Regions from separate parts of the Mus musculus genome. Here regions 1 and 2 are each linked to region 3. The links are chromatin contacts, called in public Hi-C maps. All regions are on one chromosome and are shown on one strand. The core of a region is the stretch at or near the end of the contact, and the rest is flanking DNA. Distances in the headings are between cores, read along the strand shown. Region 1 holds the start of G630064G18Rik (RIKEN cDNA G630064G18 gene). Region 2 overlaps Dlc1 (deleted in liver cancer 1). Region 3 overlaps Dlc1 (deleted in liver cancer 1).

What was found. Hi-C and Micro-C count contacts between places; a contact is called where the count stands out from the background.
Region 1: a contact with region 3 is called in a Hi-C map of the N1E-115 cell line, with 5 times the contacts expected there. The contact joins the promoter of G630064G18Rik here to the enhancer-like site in region 3. A contact is called at or near these places in 7 of 39 promoter capture datasets (the 3T3-L1 cell line, frontonasal cranial neural crest, hippocampal neurons and 3 more), 2 of 484 Hi-C or Micro-C datasets (the N1E-115 cell line and embryonic fibroblasts) and 2 of 115 datasets of contacts at active chromatin or transcription factors (embryonic stem cells and heart atrium).
Region 2: a contact with region 3 is called in a Hi-C map of the N1E-115 cell line, with 2.4 times the contacts expected there. The contact joins two enhancer-like sites. A contact is called at or near these places in 3 of 39 promoter capture datasets (the HPC-7 cell line, liver and stem cell-derived epiblast-like cells), 4 of 484 Hi-C or Micro-C datasets (the HL-1 cell line, the N1E-115 cell line, nephron progenitors and 1 more) and 2 of 115 datasets of contacts at active chromatin or transcription factors (heart atrium and liver).

Annotation. Positions count from the first base shown.
Region 1 is chr8:37,022,105-37,026,365 of GRCm38.p6, forward strand. It overlaps G630064G18Rik (RIKEN cDNA G630064G18 gene), which reads right to left and starts at 2,134. Exons shown (of 3, transcript NR_126063.1): 1 at 2,063-2,134.
Region 2 is chr8:36,684,657-36,688,416 of GRCm38.p6, forward strand. All of the region lies in intron 5 of Dlc1 (deleted in liver cancer 1), which reads right to left. Among named protein-coding and RNA genes, the nearest start is that of Trmt9b, 230 kb to the left of the region's middle. Within about 2 kb of position 1,320, at least 25 of the 459 cell types and tissues checked have an H3K27ac peak or open chromatin away from gene starts, as enhancers often do. A contact at or near this core is called in the N1E-115 cell line and heart atrium, where this site is marked.
Region 3 is chr8:36,831,848-36,835,819 of GRCm38.p6, forward strand. The region is part of intron 4 of Dlc1 (deleted in liver cancer 1); the gene reads right to left. Among named protein-coding and RNA genes, the nearest start is that of Dlc1, 120 kb to the right of the region's middle. Within about 2 kb of position 1,259, at least 16 of the 459 cell types and tissues checked have an H3K27ac peak or open chromatin away from gene starts, as enhancers often do. A contact at or near this core is called in the N1E-115 cell line and heart atrium, where this site is marked.

The DNA.
Region 1 (4,261 bases), core at 884-3,383, 190 kb after region 3:
CCAGAACTTTCTTACACTTGCCCTTTTCACTTTCCCCCATGTTTAAAGCTTCATATATTCTTAGAATTTAGGGCAAGGTATATTTCTATGTTACCAAGTAAAAATAATTTGGGGGTTCTGTACCTCATAATTTTGTAAAGTCATTAAAGGAATGGTTTTAGAGTTTTTTCTTACGACAATGGGTCAAGAGAACAGTTTCCTTTGGTACTGTTCTTAGTTTGTCACATCGGGCTGTCTGCATACATATTTCCATTGCTTGTAACACTATACTAAAGAGTTAATTTAACTTTTTAATTTTTTAGTTAAAGATACATGAAATAGATAATACATTGGACAACATACCTTTCAATATAGCAAAAAGAAAGAAAGAATATTAATTTAGTTAAGGGTAATAAACATGTTAAAATTTTCACATGGTGTGTACTTTAGTTGATCTAATTCGTACTTCCCGATAACAGTTAAAACCATATTAAATAATATTTGTAGCCTTGTATTCCTGATGCTGATGGAAATACTGTCCTTGTGTCTCTCAATGGGGAGTTGGGGTAAGCTTCATAGCCCTATTTCTGTGGAAGCATTCATTTATTAGTGATATTAGGCAACATCCACTCATTCAGTTGATACCATGCTACGGTTACTTATTCATCCATTCATGTTAGGCACCAATCTTTTCCCATTAGGAAGATTACATAAATATGTCATACTGCTCATTATGTGAACATCTTCATTCATTGCAAGCTTTGAAATATTAAAATAGCAATTCATATATTCAACTTACTGCTTTGGATAGTTTGATTAATGATTATCACTAACTTTGACCTTTACTATTTCATGAAAGATTTCCTATGGGGGTAGAAACGTCATTGCATTAAGATTCAATACTTTAATAATTAGAATATTGGATTAATTTGTACTAATATTATATTTTATACTAATATTACATTTTACATACTCAGATAGTTAAACTCCCTGATTACTAAAACTCACTGTTTATATTTTAACAGTTTGTTTAGAATTTCCTGGTGACGTGGAAACAGAATGGCTGTGGATGAAGAGCAGAGACGGAGCATCATAAAGATTAACTCGCAACACCATTGTCTTCCATACAAACACTAATAGATAAGGTGTTCACTATAAATAAAGGAAGGCCGATTTTAATTAGTTATTCTGAAGGTTTCTTGCTCTCTTCATCAAACTGACAGTTTAAACCTCCCTAGGATAAATGTTCAAGACCTTTGCCCCATTTGAGAACAGCTAACCAAGTAAATGCAAGGGATTTTAAATTAAGGTCTGCGCAATTACTTTAGGGAAGGAAAAATGAGCTTATCCATTAGTGGCATAGGTTGGTGTAAGGAAAAACATGCTGTCTGTTCATTCAATTAGCAAGCAGCCCCCAATCATTTCATTCAGTTTGATTAAACAGTTTTGAGTTTTAAGAAAGCTAAGCAATGCATTTCTCTGCAATTCTGTGACTCCATTTAGAGGAATTCTTAACTGTCCGAGGAAGCAAATGATTAGCAGAATAAAGATGAATATATTCTATGAAGAAGTTACAACAAGAAGAATAATATAAAATTGCTTTTCTAGATCACTGTAACTACAAGCCTATGTAAAGTTTGCTTCAAAAGTGAATGAATTTCACAATGTCCAAAGTCAAATTCTATAATTACATAAGGGCCATGAAAACAAAAAGTCAAACACAAAATCTAAATGTCATCATCATTTAAACCAAATAAATATTTTCACAGTGAACTGCTCAGCAGACACCATCTTTTCAAATTATTTATGAAAAAGCATCACTCCATGGTAATTTTTAAAATGTCCTATTTCCTTGTGAAATCATTATACATTTTAGGTAAAGGTTTAAGCCAATGCCAGAAAATGACACTGAATATATCAATTGTGTATATTTGTACATATATAGTTCCCTACCTGCAGACCTTATTTTCATGAATCAGATATTTTGATCACAATTTCAGAAATATTTCAAGATGTAAACCTCTCACTTGGTCATGTCCTGTGAATGCTATTTAATTTAAAATGAGCAAAAGAAAGATTTTACCTGGTTGATTCCATGCGTTGTCCTGTAGCTGAACAGAACAAGTAAATGCCCTTGCAATGCAAAGACAGTCATGAGTGAGCACAGGAGCCCTTTGAAAGGGTGGGGCTTGTCTCCAGCCATGAATTCCCAAGGGATTCTTTGCAATCAGAGAATGCTATTGCAGACAAAGTGACCATTCTTTGTTTGCAGACCCTAGTTTTGTATTTACCATCAGCTGTGGGTGTATTCATACATACATCAGTAGAGGCACTGACATATACTTCACTGAAGTTTATGCTCTCAAGAAACCCTAAGATATTCCCAGCTTAAATGGGTATATTTATATATAGCACAAATAATGGATCTCCCCCACCCCAAAAAAAACCCCAACAACCAGAATATGCTGAAGCCATTATTACACGAAAATAAGATTAATCTTCATTTTTAAAGAGGTTTTCACACTATTTCTTACCAGTTACAGCACCCCCTCCTCATTCCGCTGACAATCAGAAAAAGGCTTAACTCTAAACAGTACAGGCACCATCTGACAGTCTTGGGACTTCCTGAAGGAATGTTGTGGATAGAGACATGCAGATTTTGCCTTGAAGGTATGGAGGGAGGATTATTCAATAGTTTTGGAACCACTTATACAATTCAGGGCAGTATTACTTGTTAATATTTTCCTTTATACGATGGCTAAATTTTGCATTGCATTTTCTTCAAAATTGTCCATGAACTCATTTTGTATTCCTATGTTTCAAATCAGAAAATTTCACTTGATTACCTAGCAGCGCTCTTGTCTAACATCTATACTGTTCCTTTTGGCTGCTGTGACAGAGGTGACAGTTGGGTGCCTTAGGAGTAGAAACTTATCTCCTTACCCTCCCCAGGGCTGAAGGTCTAGGGGTCAGGGTATCGGCACCATACCATCTTTCTGAGTACTGTGACCTAGAATTTTTTTCAGGTTCTTTCTGCCCTTGGTGGTTTTCTCACAGCTTTGATATCTTCTGATATGGAGTAGGACATCTGATCTCTACCTTTATTTTTATGTGACATTCTCCTTCTGTGGATGCCTGTCTGAATTTTCTTTCTATAAGACACTGGACACTCTACCCTGGTGAACTTATTTTAACTTGGTTACTTCTGCAGACTGCTTTGGCAAAGGGATACTTTTGGAGTATCAGAATTTTGAATTTGTTGGGGTGAGTTGTAGGGAGGACACAATTCCCACAAATAATAGCACGATCTTATTCTTGTCTGCACATAAAATAAGCGCTACCTATAGAAAGGGGATTCCACTATGCATGTAACAGCTGGAATAGTTCTCTTCTGCCTTCTTTAACTTTAGCTCTTAGCTTCCCTAGGCAGTCTGCTCTGTTCAAACGACGTACTTAGAGAATAAAGCTTTTAAAGTAATTTTGCAGCAACATCCATAAAACAGAAATGCAAACGCTGATACTCTCAGCTGGCTTTCCTGCCTAACCCTCTCTTTAAGGCACAAATGAAGATTCATCTTTCTTGGTATTCATGTTGTGACTATCAGGTTCAGTCTGACAATGAGTGCTTACCATTTTGCCTCTATTTATTTTAAACCTTCTGTTAGGTCACCGTGAGCTCCATTAGAGTAAATGCTGTCATGTTGATTTCTGTGGCCAAGTGCAGGTCTTGTTACAGCTCTATGAAATGGAAGCACCTTCAGGGGAACATGAAGAATGTTTTTACTTTAAGCAAGTGAAAAATCAACATTTAGGGCAGGCTATCAGAGTGATAATCTGACAATAGTAGGAGAAACCAAATGGAGAAAAGTGATGTTGAACTGACCACATAGGGAGGAAGTAAGGTGACACATCATTAAAGACAAAGTGTGGGACTTAGCCTATGGGGGATAAATGTAAAAGCCAAGTCAATCCAAAACCTAAACAAAAAAATCTTATCTCATTGTCGTGGGAAGACACCAGAGGTAAAGTGCACAAATCTGTAAGTGTATAAAAATTAGAGCTGTGGAATGGTCCAGAAGGGACATATTCCATTAATACATTTCTGCATTACATTAATCCTACATGACAGAGATGCATGCATATGTATGGAATGTGTATTTTAGAGTACATCATAATATTTTCAAGAAAATAGAAAAAAATATAAGGGTGTATAGAAAAATTACATCTTTAGTAAATGCCAAGCAAACAGAAAATATTTCTATATGAAAAGTTTGTTGTTACT
Region 2 (3,760 bases), core at 70-2,569, 150 kb before region 3:
GGCAAAAAATTGAGATCTTATTATTACAAAAAATTACTTGGGCAAAGGTGAACAGAAAAATAGTCATGCCTATATCCTGGCATGGCTGGTGGGATTCTTTAACGGAAGAAACATAAATTAAAATGGCTTGCAATCTAAAGTTGGAGATACTGGTTGGTTGAAACATGGACTATAACCAATCTGTTTTTCAGAAGGCTCCTGTTCAGTCCTGTGTCCTAGAAGACCACCTCCATGAAATCAACTGACGACGAGACTTCAGTAATGATTTGACTCTTGGCTAAAAGTAGAAAGAATCTTCTAGCAAACGAAAGAACAAATGGTGTTGACTCGGGTGTATCTGACATCTACAAAGGACAAGGACATCAAATTCAGAAAAAGATTAGAGCTTATGGGCAAGGACAGGCTTAAATGGGCTTGGACACGCGTCCTCTGGTGCACCGGAACATGGACTCAAAGCAGGAAACTTGAAGAGCCGGTCAAAGGTGAACTCTATTTTGGGAAGGCTCTGGTTTGTTCTTCCTGCTGTGCCTGCTTCCTTCCTTTTCAGCCCTTTTCCCTCTCCTGTCAGGGCAAGCACGCACAGCCCAGCAAGTGCTAGGGCCAGTTCATTAGCAGGGCTAGGAGCTCACATGTTTTCTATCTCCAGTGCTGCTACTTTCCCCATGGCCAAAGTTAATCCAGCCTATAACCGTCTTTGGCATTAAGCCATGGAAGAAAACAAAACAAATATTTAGAGTTGGAAACTTCTTTGGGAATTTTCTAGACACTTACTAGTGAAGATGAGATGCTTAGATAAAGCGCTCAGCTCTATACTCTATTTCTGCTCCATGAGTTCCTCTAACTACATCAGGAAACGAAAGACAGTTGAGGATTCTTGGAGAGGCCAGCTCTTAATCTTAACCAATTAAAGGCTGTTGCGTAAGACGGAAATGTCTGTTCCTTCTGCACCCCAGTGCAAAAGTCACTTAGAGAGCTGATATTCTGTAAAGGTGGGGCCTCTGCCTTTTTGAGTGTGACTCTTGAGTGAAAGTAAGTTTTCCTTAGATTGTTGAAGTGGTTGCAGAGCACCTTCAAAAGGCTTTCTTTTTTCCTTCTTCTTTTCAATGCTACTTCAATCTACATTATCACACTCGAATTTAGAGGTTTCCCAGCAAAATCAAGAGATTGGTTAGAGTTTAGGAAAGACTGTGAAAAGCAGGCTGGCACCTACAACAAGCAAGGGCAAATAACTTACCCACGTCTCCCTACTCAAGGGTTTCTGCATCCAGTGCTGGCTAAAACAGGTCCAAGAAACACCTATGTCACTGGGGTTGATGTGCCCACGGCTGAATCCATTTTGGCAAACAAGTCAAAGTTTTCCTCTCTGCACACAGATAGGGGTTGGGTTTTCATTTGCGGCTTGTTTGTTTGAACACCAATCAATTTGTTTAGATATAATATTCTGATTAATGTAGTGTGGACTTACATTTTGAATTTTCTGTTGTAAACTCAAAATACTTTCACATGCCATTTCTGAATAAAGGCTACTCTGTACCCTCCTTCCAGAAATAGCATAGACTAATGTTGTATAGTGAAGAGCAACACATGACGACACAGCACCTTATCCAGACTTGCCCTGTTCTTCCAATTACTATTACCAATGGGTGCTGGTAGCCTGATGACATAGCAACTTTGCAAGCACCTATGCTTTCTTATACTTGAGTACTGGCCAGCATGCATGATCAGATTTAGAACTAAATTCGAAAGTGTGAATTTTCCCTTCCAGGGCTTTTGGGGGAGATGCTAATGGTATCTTCTGATGGGTATCATGTATCTATCGGACTTACAGGCCCTACCTTTCCATAATGTGTTATACTGCTTTAAACTCCGTTATCTGCAGATGTGATCTGAATTTTGCTTCAGAAAATAATGCTCTCCATACAGGGATTGTTCTCTCTTCCTCTCTTCCTCTCTTCCTCTCTTCCTCTCTCTCTCTCTCTCTCTCTCTCTCTCTCTCTCTCTCTCTCTCTCTCTCTCATATTGACTCTGAGTCATTGGGAGTTCTGTATACACTCAGGTTTTGATCCAAGAAAGATTATGGTCTACTTTGCTATATCAAAAGATTTAATTGGTTCTGTGTTTTTATCAAGTGATTCAATTCAAAGCTGTCAGAACGACACAAACCAGAATCACAGAAACTAATATTTAGAGGAGGCTAAACTCCATGAGCAGCTTTGACAAAAACCTAGAACACAAATGGGAAATGGCTCCTTAGTACCCTGTATAAACTACAAGGATTAGGGGTGGGGCTGAGCACTAAATGTATTCTGAAGTCTCTGCTCAAAGTGATCTTATTAATTAAAATGTGTTGTTTTCTATGTCCTACCATTTATTTCATTCCAATTGCAGATTATCTCAGAGATCAGTCAGGAGAATCCTCTAGACCCAAGGGACCTTGATTTGGAAACCTGATGGATTTCTGAATGGTGGGTCTGGGCTGCGAGGACCTCATGCAGCCAAAGCTCACGCAGCACATTGGCTGTAGGAAGCAGAATTGCTGCCTCAAATGCACCACTGTTAGATTCAAGACCTGAGATGTCAGTTCTAGTGTGATGCTGAATTCTCTAACATCAGTGGCACTCCTCGGAGGCAGACTCACGAAGGTAAAATGTGACCGAAGATGAAGAAAGGCCTTGGGAGGGTTGGTGTGAACTGTTTGTCGGAGCTGATTTAATGTGGCAAATCTATTACTTTTTTTTTTTTTTTTTTTACTATTCCTTAACTTTAGGAATCATATGCAAATGAACAAGTCATAAAATAATCATGTGACATTACAAATTTGTGACTTTTGTACTTTATTTAGTACATTTTGAGTTGAGCATTTACACAGCTGGTGTTTGTACCCAAACTAGTGTTCAAACAACAAACTACTATATTGAATGTGTCCATCCTTTCATACACACACACACACACACCCCTGTGTGTTTTCAAATATAGTATATATGTATACGTATATACATACATAAATACGCAAATAAAAATAATATTGCTGGAACAAGACTGAAGAAACCCTAATGACTACATTCTCTAGGCTCTTATTCTTGTATTATTAGAGTTTTGTTGGGAGATTGTATATTTAGCACCCATGGGGTTTTGAAAAATGCTCTGTTTTTTATTGTGACTCGTGACTTCTTTTAAAAGAAGTCATGGTTCTTCAAACCAGGAAATATACAATTACCAGGGAACAGTTAAACAGAATTAGAGAAAATTTGAAAATCATGTATTTGAGAGAGTACTTGCATCTAGAATATATAGAGAATTCATAACACAGTAATAACATGACACCTACATCACTTTAAAATGGACAAAGGACAGGGACAGGCATTTCTTCAGGGAATGCTTGCAAATATGAATGGTGAACACATACACAAACATGTTCAACATTATCAGCCATGCATACAGAAGGGGCAACTGCAAATCACAACCACAGGTAGCTGGCTGCACATCTATTAGGATAGCTAATAACAAAAAAGCAGACAGTGATGAGTGTTCATGAGGACGTGGGGGAAGCTGACGTTGTACTTGCTGCTGAGGAGAATGGAAAATTCAATTGCTGCCTGGGAAAACGGTTTGGCGGTCTCTCATAAGGTTATGGGCGGATTTAACATATATGACCTAGAAATTTTGGCATCTGTCCTAGAACAAAGATGATGTATTTTCACATATTTATCTATATGCAAATACATAAGGCAACATTACTCATAATGACACCTATTATATA
Region 3 (3,972 bases), core at 9-2,508:
TTTTTGTGTAACCCGCACTGTGTGTCATGACGTGTCATGGAATGTTCTCTGTGAAGTTTGTGTCTTACAGTTCTGAGGACTTGCTTCAGTCTGCCCAGGCTTGGCACATCAGAGTGGCAAACTCAACTGGGTCACTCCTAAAGACAAATTCTTAGTAGTTTGGAGAAAGCAAATTTGCCTGACACTGTGACCTTCTGCTATGCATGAAGTGATATAATTTGACCAGAAGATGGCAGCATTTGGAAAGGAAAAAAAATAAACAGGCAACCCATGGGAAGGGATTAAATGTATTAGAATTTCCACAAAAACAGGAATGAAGGGCAGCAACATTATTGTGAACTGTAAGACGCTTAGTTGTACAAAACACAATTTTAACAAGAAGTCAAGAAGGTTCGTTGGTAGGAAGTAGATGCACATACATCTTACAAATATCATTTTCCTGGTTTCGGGACATTTAAGAGCTATGTATTATTCTTAAAGCTATTCTAAGAGCAGCCATCTGATTTTTTGCATTTGTTTTATTTACAACAATACTGAATGTCTCTCACCATCCTGAGAGGGTAACAGAACACTCTTTTATGTGCCTGGGTTTTATAACTTTAATTTAATGTAAAAAAATGCACGGGGTAGCCGATAGGGCTAGTCTTTGCAATACTTCTTCCAAGCATACAGTGGATGGAATTACCCATAGTTCACTGTAAGTTTGTTTCCTCTGTGAAATGCAGAAACAAACTAGGAAAATAATGAAAAAAAATCACAGGCACTGAGGGGAGCAGTAATGAAAAACTGAAATAGTTTTAAGTTGTATGCTTCATGGTTTTAAATACACGCAGTCAAGATTTTCTGACTTCAAGACAATACTTGTTTCATTTATGATCTGTCTGTCTGTCTGTCTGTCTGTCTATTCATTCATTCACTTTACATCCCAATCACAGCAATTACCTTCTGCCAGCCCCCTCCTCACAAGCCCCTCCTCGTATCCCCCCTGCCTTTCACCTCTGCAAAGCAGGGAGGTCCCTCTAATGGAACCCACCTACTCTGTCACCTCAAGTCACCATAGGGCTAAATATATCTCAAAACAATATTTTAATGACAAATACTAGTAAGTATTCTGTAAGAGAATATTATAGTCAATATTCTATTATTTCAACAAGTTTTAGAGAAATGTCCTTTGCTCTAGAGTTTGAACGTACACAGTATCCATGAGGCTGCTGCCAGTGCTGCTGCTGCTAAGACTCTGTCATCTTTACCCATCTGAGCCAGCCTGACCTAATTCTCTCGCCTGCTGCTGACTTGGCCATTAGAGAGTCAGTAAGATACTTAGCATCTGGAGAGCTCCCTGCCACTTCCAGATCTGCACCCAAACTGAACCTGCCGTGAGATACCTTCCTCATCTCTGTGCATGAGATCGCCTGACCAGGATGAAAGGGACTTCACGAGCTCTCCTTAGAGCTGACAGAAATCAGACCCAACAACAGACAGGCAAGCTGGGTGTGCTAATGCACACCTCCAAGGCCAGCTTTTGGGAAGGCGAAACAGGAGACTTTACAAGTTGAAGACCAGCCTGGGGTACATTCTGGGCTGCGGTGCAAGGCTTGCTTAGCATGTGTAAGGCCTTGGGTTTGATCCCTAGTATTGCCCTTCTGTCAGTCTAGGCAAACTGATGAACAATCGGAGTTATTATTCCTGGAGCAATACTATGATCTATTTTAAACCAGCCGTCATACGTTTGTTTTATTGTATCCACATTTGGTATGTGTAACAGGGTCATGTGTAAGTCATTGCACAAACGGCGTTGAAATATTTTGACAGGTCACCTGATAAGTATGTGTTTGGACACTATTTTTAAAGAAACTTCTTTCATATTTTCTCCCTTTTCTGCAATTATAAATCACCATACATCTTTGGGATGTCTGCATTTATTTCTACTTCTGGTTATATACAGTTTTAGGAAGGCCAAAAAGACAGCACCATAACCTTGAGGTTTTAATACCCCTCCCAAGTGTCCATTGATGATAGCATTCCGGGTGCTCATATCACGCTTCAGGATAGATCTGTGTAAAATTAAAATTGTGTCCAAACCTGAAGATGAAAGGTTTAATATGGAAGTGAATTGTAGAGTGGATTAAATCATAGAATTTGAAAACATAGGTAGAGGGAATGAACCCCCCTCAAGGATATAATAGGATCCAAGAATCAGCAATAGGGTCTAGCCGAGGGGTAGAGTACTTGACTACCAGGCAGGTGGGCTTATGTTCAGTCTCTAGTGTAAACAGAACAGTTTGTGACAGAGGAAATTCAATTTTTAGTGTCACTGAATAAAACCTGGTAGTACATAGCTGCATCTGTTTGTTTATTTGGTTGTGTGTGTGTGTGTGTGTGTGTGTGTGTGTGTAGGTGTGTGTGTGCTGGAAATGTAGTTCAGTGATGGGAAGTTCAAGGTAGGGTTCATTTCTCAGTATAGGAAAGAAAAAGAGTAGTTCAGAGGATCTGGGAAAGAATGGCTTTGAAGATAGAGTGAAAATATCAAATCAAAACAAATCTTGCCCTAACAGAACGGAGTTTGTAGGGTACCAGTCCACAGTTCAAGGCTGACGGGAGGAATTTAAGAGGGAAATGATAGACAAGGAAAGCCCAGTGAATGGTGAGTGCCCCTTGCAGTGGAAGGAACACAGGGCCATTTTTGGTCTGAGCCATAGGTGGTAAATGAGCCAAAGGAAGGAAATCTATTGATCCCAGTTGGAGTCTGGGATCTGGCAGGATCGCAGATGTTGAGCATTTGTTGTGGACCACAGTTGGATCACAGGAGACAGTGATCTAGCCACAAAAACTAAACAGAACTATGGCCAGACCTCAGAGAGGAGATGCTAAGAGTCTTATATAGTCCTTGTGGCTGTACTAGAAGTAAGTGGCCTGCAAACACGCAGCTACAAAGGCCACATGAAGAGAACTACAAATGAGGTCACTAGTGTCACCCCTAATTGCCCCAGGCATAGATGCCCTGCTTAGTCACCCTCAACATTGCCTAGAACTGGTTTGCTTGACCAGTAAGCACAAGTGGACAATATGGCTTTCAAAGCTAATGCATTAAAGCCTCCACAGTACCTGATTGGTCTCGCTAAGGTTGCTTGCTCTTGTAGGAGGGGAATGCTAGGTCTGATGGACATTCACCTGCCTTACAGAGAGGAACACGTGGTACCCGAGTCAGCCATTTTGGAAATGGATGCTCTATGTCAGTGGCTCTCAACCTTCCTAATGCTGCAACACTTTAATACAGTTCAGCATATTGTAGTGGCCCCAATAAAATTATTTTCATTGCTATTTTATAACTGTAATTTTGCTACTGTTATGAATTCAATGGTAATGCAAATATCTGTTTTCTGATAGTCTTAGGTGACCCCTGTGACCTTTCCCAAATGGGGTCATAGGTTAAGAGCTACTGCTCTAGATAACCTGGGACCTGGTTGCAACCTCCTGAGGGATCCTACCCTAGAATTAACTGTCTGAACAATCTGCTCTCATTTCTCAATCTGCAAACCACCACGACAAAGAGATGGATAATGCTCCTCTAAGCCAACAAATTAATTGTAAAGATTTGTAAGATTGCTATATATTCAAAGCAGACTTCATTACCAGGAATTCAGTGCCTTGTTAAGACACCAAACAAAATAAAGTCTTAACAGGTGACAAAATGTGAGAGAACCTGTCCACTGGAGGCAGGTGGATGCTGATGGACCAGAGGAGGGTGCCAGTACCCAGGGAAACAGTGTGATGGGTACCATTAGTGTTTGCTACAAGCTTAAAGAAAACTGAATCGAGTGTTGCTTAACAATGGTAAAAGTTTAGCAGCACTGTTGACTGTAGTGGGCTAGGAAGTATAGGAAATGTACCTAGCCACTTTAGTGACATAGCCAAGGGCCTTTCCAGGAGAGAGGACTGAATGCTATGCAAATAATGGTCTTCTTATTTGTA